Regions from separate parts of the Pan troglodytes genome. Here region 2 is linked to region 1. The links are chromatin contacts, called in public Hi-C maps. All regions are on one chromosome and are shown on one strand. Each heading gives the region's core, a stretch centred on a gene start, on an enhancer-like site or on the middle of the called end of the contact. The rest is flanking DNA. Distances are from core to core; before and after follow the strand shown.

Evidence for each region. A called contact is a pair of places that touch in the nucleus more often than the background predicts.
Region 2: a contact with region 1 is called in a Hi-C map of stem cell-derived neural progenitor cells, with 5 times the contacts expected there. The contact joins two enhancer-like sites. A contact is called at or near these places in 2 of 7 Hi-C or Micro-C datasets (induced pluripotent stem cells and stem cell-derived neural progenitor cells).

Annotation. Positions count from the first base shown.
Region 1 is chr21:17,721,701-17,726,226 of NHGRI_mPanTro3-v2.0_pri, forward strand. No RefSeq gene overlaps it. Among named protein-coding and RNA genes, the nearest start is that of JAG1, 540 kb to the left of the region's middle. Within about 2 kb of position 2,646, at least 1 of the 24 cell types and tissues checked has an H3K27ac peak or open chromatin away from gene starts, as enhancers often do. A contact at or near this core is called in stem cell-derived neural progenitor cells, where this site is marked.
Region 2 is chr21:18,068,487-18,073,012 of NHGRI_mPanTro3-v2.0_pri, forward strand. No RefSeq gene overlaps it. Among named protein-coding and RNA genes, the nearest start is that of BTBD3, 330 kb to the right of the region's middle. Within about 2 kb of position 2,170, at least 6 of the 24 cell types and tissues checked have an H3K27ac peak or open chromatin away from gene starts, as enhancers often do. A contact at or near this core is called in stem cell-derived neural progenitor cells, where this site is marked.

The DNA of each region.
Region 1 (4,526 bases), core at 1,396-3,895:
TTTAAACACAAATGTGTTAGTAATCATTTAAATGCAAATAGACTGATTTAAATGCAAATAGACTGAATAATTAAAAGTAAAGAATATTAGCTTGGATTAAGGAAAATTCCTGTGAAATCCGGCACATCCACAATCACTGGAAGTGGGGAATTCATGTTCTAGTTTATGAGGGTGGTGTTCCCTGAAGTTGTGTAGTATACATCCTATGTGTCCCTGGATCTAACAATAAAAATAAAACAGAAGTAGAAGCTTGGACAAATATATATCATTTGAGTATAAAACAAAGGAAAAGTAGTGTTGCAATAGTAATACTAAACATAATAGATTTAAGGCAAAAGGTATAGTCACTTTATAATGATAACGACTTCAACTCACAAGAAGATGTAATGATTTTACATATCCATGCACCTAAATGATAGAGATTCACAGCATATAAATCAAAAATTGATGGAACCACAAGAAGACGTGGACAATAAGAGAATCAAAAGAAGATATAGACAAAACTACACTCATATAAGAGACCTTTAACACATCTGTTTCAGGAATTGAAAGAACAAACCAATCAAAAATAACCACTCAGAATTTTAGCATATTATCTTGCTCAGTAGTTAATAGAATTGCAAGGAAAAATCAATACAGTAAAAAAGAGGCTGAAATGCACAAACTAGGTATTTGTATTAGTCTGTTCTTGCATTGCTATAAAGAAATACCAGGAACTGGGTAATTTATAAGCAAAGAGGTTTAATTGGCTCACAGTTCTACAGGTTGTACAGGAAGCATAGCACAGCATCTGCTTTTGGGGAGGCCTTAGGAAGCTTACAATCATGGTGGAAGGCGATGGGGGAGCAGGTGTCTTACATGGTAGGAGGAGGAGCAAGAGAAGTCGGAGCCACCACACACTTAAATGACCAGATCTCAGGAGATCTCATTATCATGAGGACAGCACCAAGTCATGTGGGTCCCACTCCCATGATCCAGTCACCTCCCACCAGGCCCCTCCTCCAACACTGGGGATTACAATTCGACATGAAATGTGGGGGAGGACAAATATTCAAATGATATCTGCATTCATTACAAGGAGTTACTAAACTTTCACAAAGTAGAATAAAGTAGTTCAAATGATAAAAATAGGGCAGAGAAGATAAACATTGCCAAAATTTTGGTTCATTGAAAAGACAAAATTTTAAAACATCTAGAAAATTAATGTTAAGAAAAGGAAAAAAAAGAAAGCCCAAATAATCAAAATCAGGAAGACAAGGAGGCCATCACATACATAATGCAGACATTGTTAAGATATTACGAACACTCTTGCAAATAAAATGGAAATTTCAGAAAAAACTTGAAAACAATCTTAGAAAAATATAACCTGACTCATCTTACTACTTTTGTATACACTTAATGGGAACCTACAGTGGTTTAAATTTTAGAAACAATTGTAAAAGGCCTTAAATATATTCATATACTTTTACTTCATAGTCTCAATTCTCGGTAAGTTTGCAAAGGAATTATGTCTAAATGCAAACAATAACAACAGCGACCTTGACATACAAACACATTCCGCATAGTTACTTACTCAAAAAAGAAAACTGGGCCAAATCAAGTGTGAAACTACTGATGAACAGCTAAAAAAATGGAGACAAGTGGGCCAAAACATCGTGTTTTTTTAATCCACTTTTTTGAAAAATGAGAAATCTATTTTTATTTCATTTTGTTTATATTTGGGCATATACTATAAATGTCCAGCAACAAAGACATTAATTAAATAAGTAATAGAAATATACTATGAAATACAATGAAATCTTTAGAGATGATTGTGTAAAAGTCTTTTTATATTTTGGGGACTCTAGCCCATTTCCATAAATTATCTTAATCCTATAAGAGGAAAATACAGAACCAGTAGGGAAAAAAGAACAAGATCATGGCAAGCTGAAAAGGCACAAAACTTCACTAAATCAAGTCAGGATTCAAAGAGAAAAATCTAGCTTTATAGGGAAGCAGTATTAATAATAGTAAAACCCCAATCGTCCATTGTAAAGCTTAAGACAAGGCTTCACATTTCAGCAGGTAGAATTATTACCACCCTGGGGACTCACGACCACAAGTCCATCTGTGATCAAAGCAACTCAGTTCCAAGTTTCACTGGATTTGGTGGTGATGTTCCTGATAGGCCTTATTTATCAGTTCTATGGTGACCATTAAAAAAAAAAAACTCTCACACACACTACACAATATTTTAAAAATTGAAGTCCATTTTATAATCAATAAGCACACTTAATGCAATGCTATTTTTCATTATTACTAGGTTGATAGTTTATCTTAAAGTTTAAGGCATCTTATTGTCAAGGAACCATAGTGTTTCCAGGGTTCTTCAGACTAGCTCAGGAACTGTGCCTATGGGTGACACCTGGCATTAGAGTTAGCAAAGACGACTTAAAAGCATTGGAAGGGAAAGGAGACCAGAAGAGAAACTGTAGATCATAACACAATCGAGTTATTAACAAAGATTACTTCCAGGTCTCAAAAGCTTGTGCTCTACTATGAGAGACAGGCTAAGAACAGTGACAAACCCTAGAATATCCTCCAGCAAATACTAGGAAGTTGGTTCGTAAGACCACTTTCCCAACTGCTACGCCCTCTGTTGGTAGGCACAGTTGATGAGTCTGACCTCACACAGAGTTTTGCTTCTGTCTTTCAAAGTCTGCAGGTTGGAAGGTGTAAAGCTGTGGAGTTTCACTGCCAAGTTCTGTGGCACAGGCTATATACTCTAAGAATTTAGAGGCAAGATATTGAAAAGGACTAAGGAAGGATTAATGAGTTAGAGTTGGGGCTTAAAGAATTTCAACAGGTAAAAAGAGGGCTTTTCCAGGGCTAATAAACATGGAACTTGAGAGGGGAAGAAGGAAGGTGCATTTTCGGCATAGTGTTTCTTCTGGAGCATTTCCTTATTCAGCTCTGGAAGTTCTTCTTTGGCTAAACCGGAATTGCAAAGGCAAGAATCTACTTGGAAATAATTGGAATATGACAATATATTTCTCTCTGCTTCTCCCTCCTGACACAGAATTGGAGCCTAAGCCTCTTTGAGACTTTTCAGTCAAAGCTGGATTTTCATGCTAACGTATCTTAACCATACAGGCCCATTCCACATCTTGCAAATCTTGTGCCAGAAAAGGATTTCCACTGCCTTGCAAAGCTGTCCTGGCACAAACAGACCTCTGCGGGCATAGAACAGAATGAGCACAGAAAGACTACACAGCTTCCTGTGCTTGACAGGGTAGGAAGGAGGCTCTGCGCTATTCCCCTCGGGGGAAGAATCCCACACACTAAGTATAATTTCCAGGCAAGTTGAGTAATGGGGCAAAATTAAATTGGACTCTCCTTCTGTCTTAAACCTAATTAATCTTCCTCTACCATGCATTTACTCCACTAAAATATGGCATTAAAATTCCAGCACTTTAGTTTGCACTTTCCAGCAGCTTTCTATAAGGAGTAGTAACCTGATCTACTAGTTCATGAAATCCTAATATGGAAAAATTTAGAAAAGTGAAAGGGTTGGTTCTCAGCAAATAAATAAGATATTGACTTAGGAATTTTAGATCCCAACAGTAGAAAAGCAGTGCCCCAGAGATATAAGTATTGTTATTATTATTACTTTGTTGTGTGATCTTGAGTCTAAGAAATCTATCATGTTAGTTGTTAGTGTAATTACATGCTTTGTGAGCATACTCCTTGCTAAGGATTTGTGGAAACAGAACTCCCTAATCTATAACTGTTAGTAACTCATATTTATTTTGAATTTGTTCTGGCTTCTGTTTTTCACATATTTAAGTGTCAGATTTGCTGTTGTGTGCTAGGAAAAAAAATGTTTACTTCAAAATCAAAATCAACCATATTTTGATTTCAATGTACATCACAGCTTCAGGGTAGAAGTGCCCAGGATTGAGATGGTTGAACAAGGGTATATTTTCCACCTGCCTTAAAACTTAATTACAACTAGAATCTTTTCTTCCCCCTTAAGTGAGTAAATCCCAGACCAAACCTCTCTTGTATTTACTTGTTTTGTCCATGCTAAGACTACAAAAAGAGAAAACATATTCTGGCAACAGTTATCCTAAGAGAGAAAAATTGCAAAATACCTAGCATGTTGAAACATTTAGAAATATACCACAAATATTCATGTTTATGAGTTGCTTATATGTGCATTTATATATATATGCATATATTATTATGATAGCTTAATAGGAAAGATTCCTGCATATTATAAAACTTAGATTTATCACCAACTCTAGTTTTATGACATTGACTAGAAAGGAAGGACCAGAAATAATGGTTCTCTTTAGCTTTAGATTGGATGATTTTTACTATTTATGTATATTTTATTTGATTGGCATAATATAGTGGAGCACATGAGCAGGTCATGTACATAATTCTCTTTTTTTTCCCTGAAGGCCAAGCATATAAGAACATAAGAGTGAAGTTCTAAAAGATTTTGTAGATAAATGATTGCAATAAGATGACTATCGATATTT
Region 2 (4,526 bases), core at 920-3,419, 350 kb after region 1:
ACCTTTGGCCTGAGAATTCTCATGCTGCTCCTTAGAATTCTAAAGACTCATGATGTCTGGCACTCTGCTAGGCTGGACCTTCACTTTTGAGACGGATTCAAAGGTAAATTTTGTTTTGTTTTGTTTTGTTGATATGGAGTCTCACTCTGTCGCCCAGGCTGGAGTGCAGTGGCGCAATCTCGGCTCACCGCAAGCTCCGCCTCACCGCAAGCTCCGCCTCACCGCAAGCTCCGCCTCACCGCAAGCTCCGCCTCACCGCAAGCTCCGCCTCACCGCAAGCTCCGCCTCACCGCAAGCTCCGCCTCCCGGGTTCACGCCATTCTGCTGCCTCAGCTTCCCGGGTAGTTGGGACTACAGGTGCCCGCCACCACGCCCGGCTAACTTTTGTATTTTTAGTAGAGACGAGGTTTCACCTTGTTAGCCAGGAAGGTCTTGATTTCCTGACCTCGTGATCCGCCTGCCTCGGCCTCCCAAAGTGCTGGGATAAAGGCAAATGTTTTAACCAAAAGGAGTAACTCTGTAAGGGTTCCATGTGAGACACTGTGGTATCTTGTAGGTGGAGAAAATTTTATGATATGAGAAGAATAAGCTGCGAATTCTTCTTCTTTTCACATTACCAGAGATACATGTTTTCTCTCTTATTTTAATAAGTCTTATTTTAATAATAAAATTGTAATTGCAAGCCACCTCTAAAGTCTATACATGTCTTATTAGTCATTTTATTTATTTATTTTTTTAATGCTCAAGGGGTTGTTTTGATACAGACACGTGGGATACCAGAATGCCTTTATTTTGCAGAAGAACAAACTGAGGCTGGAAACAGAACTATGCAAAATGATGACTTAAAACATGAATACTTACATGTTTATACGTGTCTTTTTAATAGAAATAGCCATTAAAATCTAGGGGAAAATTACAGAGAAATTCAGAAATAAATGAACCAGAACATCACCCCCAGGTATTTCTGCTATGGACTTATCGATGAATTTTCTTCCAGTCATATTGTCTATGAATTTGTTTTAATTTGTGGTGTTTTGCATTCATACTATTTGCACAATTTTTTATCTTTGTGTTTTTAATGTTATGAACATAAACACGTCAATTACTTGTTTTCACAACAAAGTATTTCCATGAATGAACATGCCTTTGTATGCTAGACAGTTTCCTGGATTTTTAACCTTTAGATGTTTTCTGGTGTCACATTAATATAATACTGTGTCCAAAATCTTTGTACCTTTTTTGCTTTAAAAAAAAACTAGTTAAATTAGTCAACCAATGTTCTGAAGAATATTGTTAGATTCAAACTTTTAAAGTATGTTTGGAAGTTAGTTTTAGATGAGTTGCTTCGAAAATATCTACGTTTTTACCTTGCTTTAGTTTTTTTTCCTTATGTAAGCATATCTAGTTTACATTTTCACAAACAGATATTAGAGGTGTGTTGTTTTATTAACTGTTTAAAAGTCTGTCCAGTATATTCAATGAAGACATCAATCAGAATAAAATTACAAGCTAAAAATAATTCTGAAACCTTTCTTTATAAAATGGTTATCATGTATGTCATCTATGTTGTTGTGTTTGTAAATACCTATGCTAAGTGGATGGGCATAGCTCACCCAATAACCGAAAAGATATTTTGTGGGGACACAAGGACCCTTCTTTTAGGTACAGAAACTGCAACAAGCTATATAGTGGAGCTAAACTTAGGCATACAACAGCCTTTCCAAGAATTTGTGGCACAAAGCAGACAGGAATATTCTACACACACACACACACACACACACACACACACACACACACACACACATTCTGCTTCCTGTCTCTGACTTTCTAACTTGACCTTACTTACTTGCAAACTTGGAAATACAGGCATTCTCTCTCTCTCTCTCATAGAGTCATGATTCTCAAACATTAAAATAGCTTAAAAATTAACATATCTTAATGTCATCTTAAAGAGTGAGGAAATATTTAGCGATCCTGTGAACAATTTTTATTTTCTGTAAACTTCCCCAATCCTCACATTTACCTTCCTAGGTAACTATGTGCTTGACTTATATTATTTATTTTTTCTGCATTCTTTGTAGCCCTTTCTTTCCCCCCATGGACAACTGTGTGTCCCAGCATTACAATACATGTGTGGACAAAGAAGCTTTCTGTCCAGAGAGAAATTAAACATTCCAGTGGCTTTTCTCACCAAGTCCTGACACAGAGTGACCCTTGGCATCTCATTTGTGGGCGAGCGTTGAAGATGGTGGAGAGATAACCTGAAGCAAATCTCAGCCTGTTGTTCAGGCTGCCTTGGGCAGTCCAGAGAAGAACAACATTTAGAACATTTATGACCTGTAAAATTTATCCTCTAGGGTTGAGCCCACAATTTTTGGCCAATAATTATATGTGAGAGTAAAATATAAGGGACATATCTTGGAAGCAGTATTGCTGAGTACTTCAGAAATGAATGACTATTTTAATCAACCTACCTACATTTGGGCGATTATCCAAACTATTTGGCTTTTTACTCCTCTCCCCTTCCAAACTTACCCTCCTAAAAAATGTTTGAGAGTTAATAAAACGATGTATTTAGAGCCCTTAAGCCCTAGTTCACCTTGGTTTTTTTTTTCTTAGTTACCTTCGTGATTACTTCTAATTCTGCCCTGAGGTGCAAATTTGATTCCATTCAAAGGAAAAGGAAACCAAAACAAACAACAAATAAAAAGTAACTGAGGAGTGTCTCCAAAAACTACTGAAAACCTAGTTTACCTACAGTTCAAATATGATCCACTCTCGCCATCTGCTGGCTGTATTTTTGATTTTTTAAAAGGGAAGTACTGGCACAGACACATGGGCTAACGTTATTGTGTTTTGTTGTGTTGTGAATATGTGTGGGGAAGCTGGGCACTAAACCGTCCAACATTCAAATTCAGTATGTTTTTGAGCACCTATATTTAGCTGAGTCTCCCTAGTTTATAATTTGGTGGAGGGTTTTATACGTAGAGAATCATCACAGTCAAGACGAAGTAGAGACTGGGACCAACGGCTGCATCCGTCAGGGAGAACTTCTGTCAAAGAATAACGCACAGACACTGGGTCTCAGAAAGTGGCTGTCTCTGAGGACTCAGCGTGTTTCTTCTCTTTGATGAAACTAATGATGACTCAACTCCATGGATCTAATTGTCTCCCTCTAGAATTACCTTTTCTGAGTGTTCAGGGCTCCCTGATGGTTTTGGGTTTGTTTGTTTGTTTGTTTGTTTTTTGAGATGAAGTTTTGTTCTTGTTGCCCAGGCTGGAGTGCAATGACGCGATCTCGGCTCACTGCAACCTCTGCCTCCCGGTTTCAAGTGATTCTCCTGCCTCAGCCTCCCGACTAGCTGGGATTACAGGCGCAAGCCACCATGCTTGGCTAACTTTTGTATTTTTAGTTAAGACTGGGTTTCACCACGTTGGCCAGGCTGGTCTCGAACTCCTAACCTCAGGAGATCTGCCCACCTTGGTCTCCTAAAGTGCTGGGATTACAGGCGTGAGCAACCGAGCCCAGCCTACCCAGTGGTTTTTTTTTTTAGACGGAGTCTTGCTCTTGTCACCCAGGCCAGAGTGCCGTGGCACAATCTTGGCCCACTGCAACCTCCACCTCCCCAGTTCAAGCGATTCTCCTGCCTCAACCTCCCAAGGAGCTGGGATTACAGGCTCTCGCCACCACCCCTGGCTAATTTTTTTGTATTTTTTTAGTAGAGACGGGGTTTCACCATGTTCGCCAATATACTCCTCCTCCAAAAGGCGTGCCTCAGCTGACAGATCGAGGTTTCCCCAAATATAACATTAACCAACCTATTTGGAGTGTTTTACCCAAACACATGTATTTAAGCCACACAATAACCCTATGAGGTAGCCATTATTAATCGTGTTTTATAGATGAGGAAATTCAAATCCAAAGATATTGATGACAGAACTGCTAAGTGATAGAGTCAGCACAATGCCTGGATGGAAATTCACTTCCAGAACCACACCTTCACCACAAACATTGCTGTCAGGGCTCTCCAGGTAACCCTGTTTCTGTCCGTGCAGTGTGCAGCTAACAGAATTCCCTTATCTCAGCTGGGAAACAGGAGTGATGGAATCATTTCCCACTCCCAAGTCATCGCCACAAAACTTCTCCTTCAAAATTTGTCTCCGGAATCACTTGTTCAAAAAGCCCTTTGAATTTCTCTTTCTCTCTGAGTACTCAGAATATGCCTGTCCTATAAAATTTCATTTGGCGGCTTGTTTTCTTCGTGCCCCTCTAATATTCACCAAGATTATATTTATTTGACTTTACTGTCAGAGTGTACTTTGGTGGGGGGCACAAAAGTGATTATTTTTCCTCTAATGCTGTCGTATAAATGCTATGGCAATCTATTACCTCTCATACGTAGGGATATGCCCAGGTCTTAGGGAAAACTCACTTGTACATATCTGTGTTATTGGGCCTGTGGGCCAATGATGTTTCTATTTCCTGTTCTGCAACTTTGTGTACAACAATAATTTAAAGTAGCTTC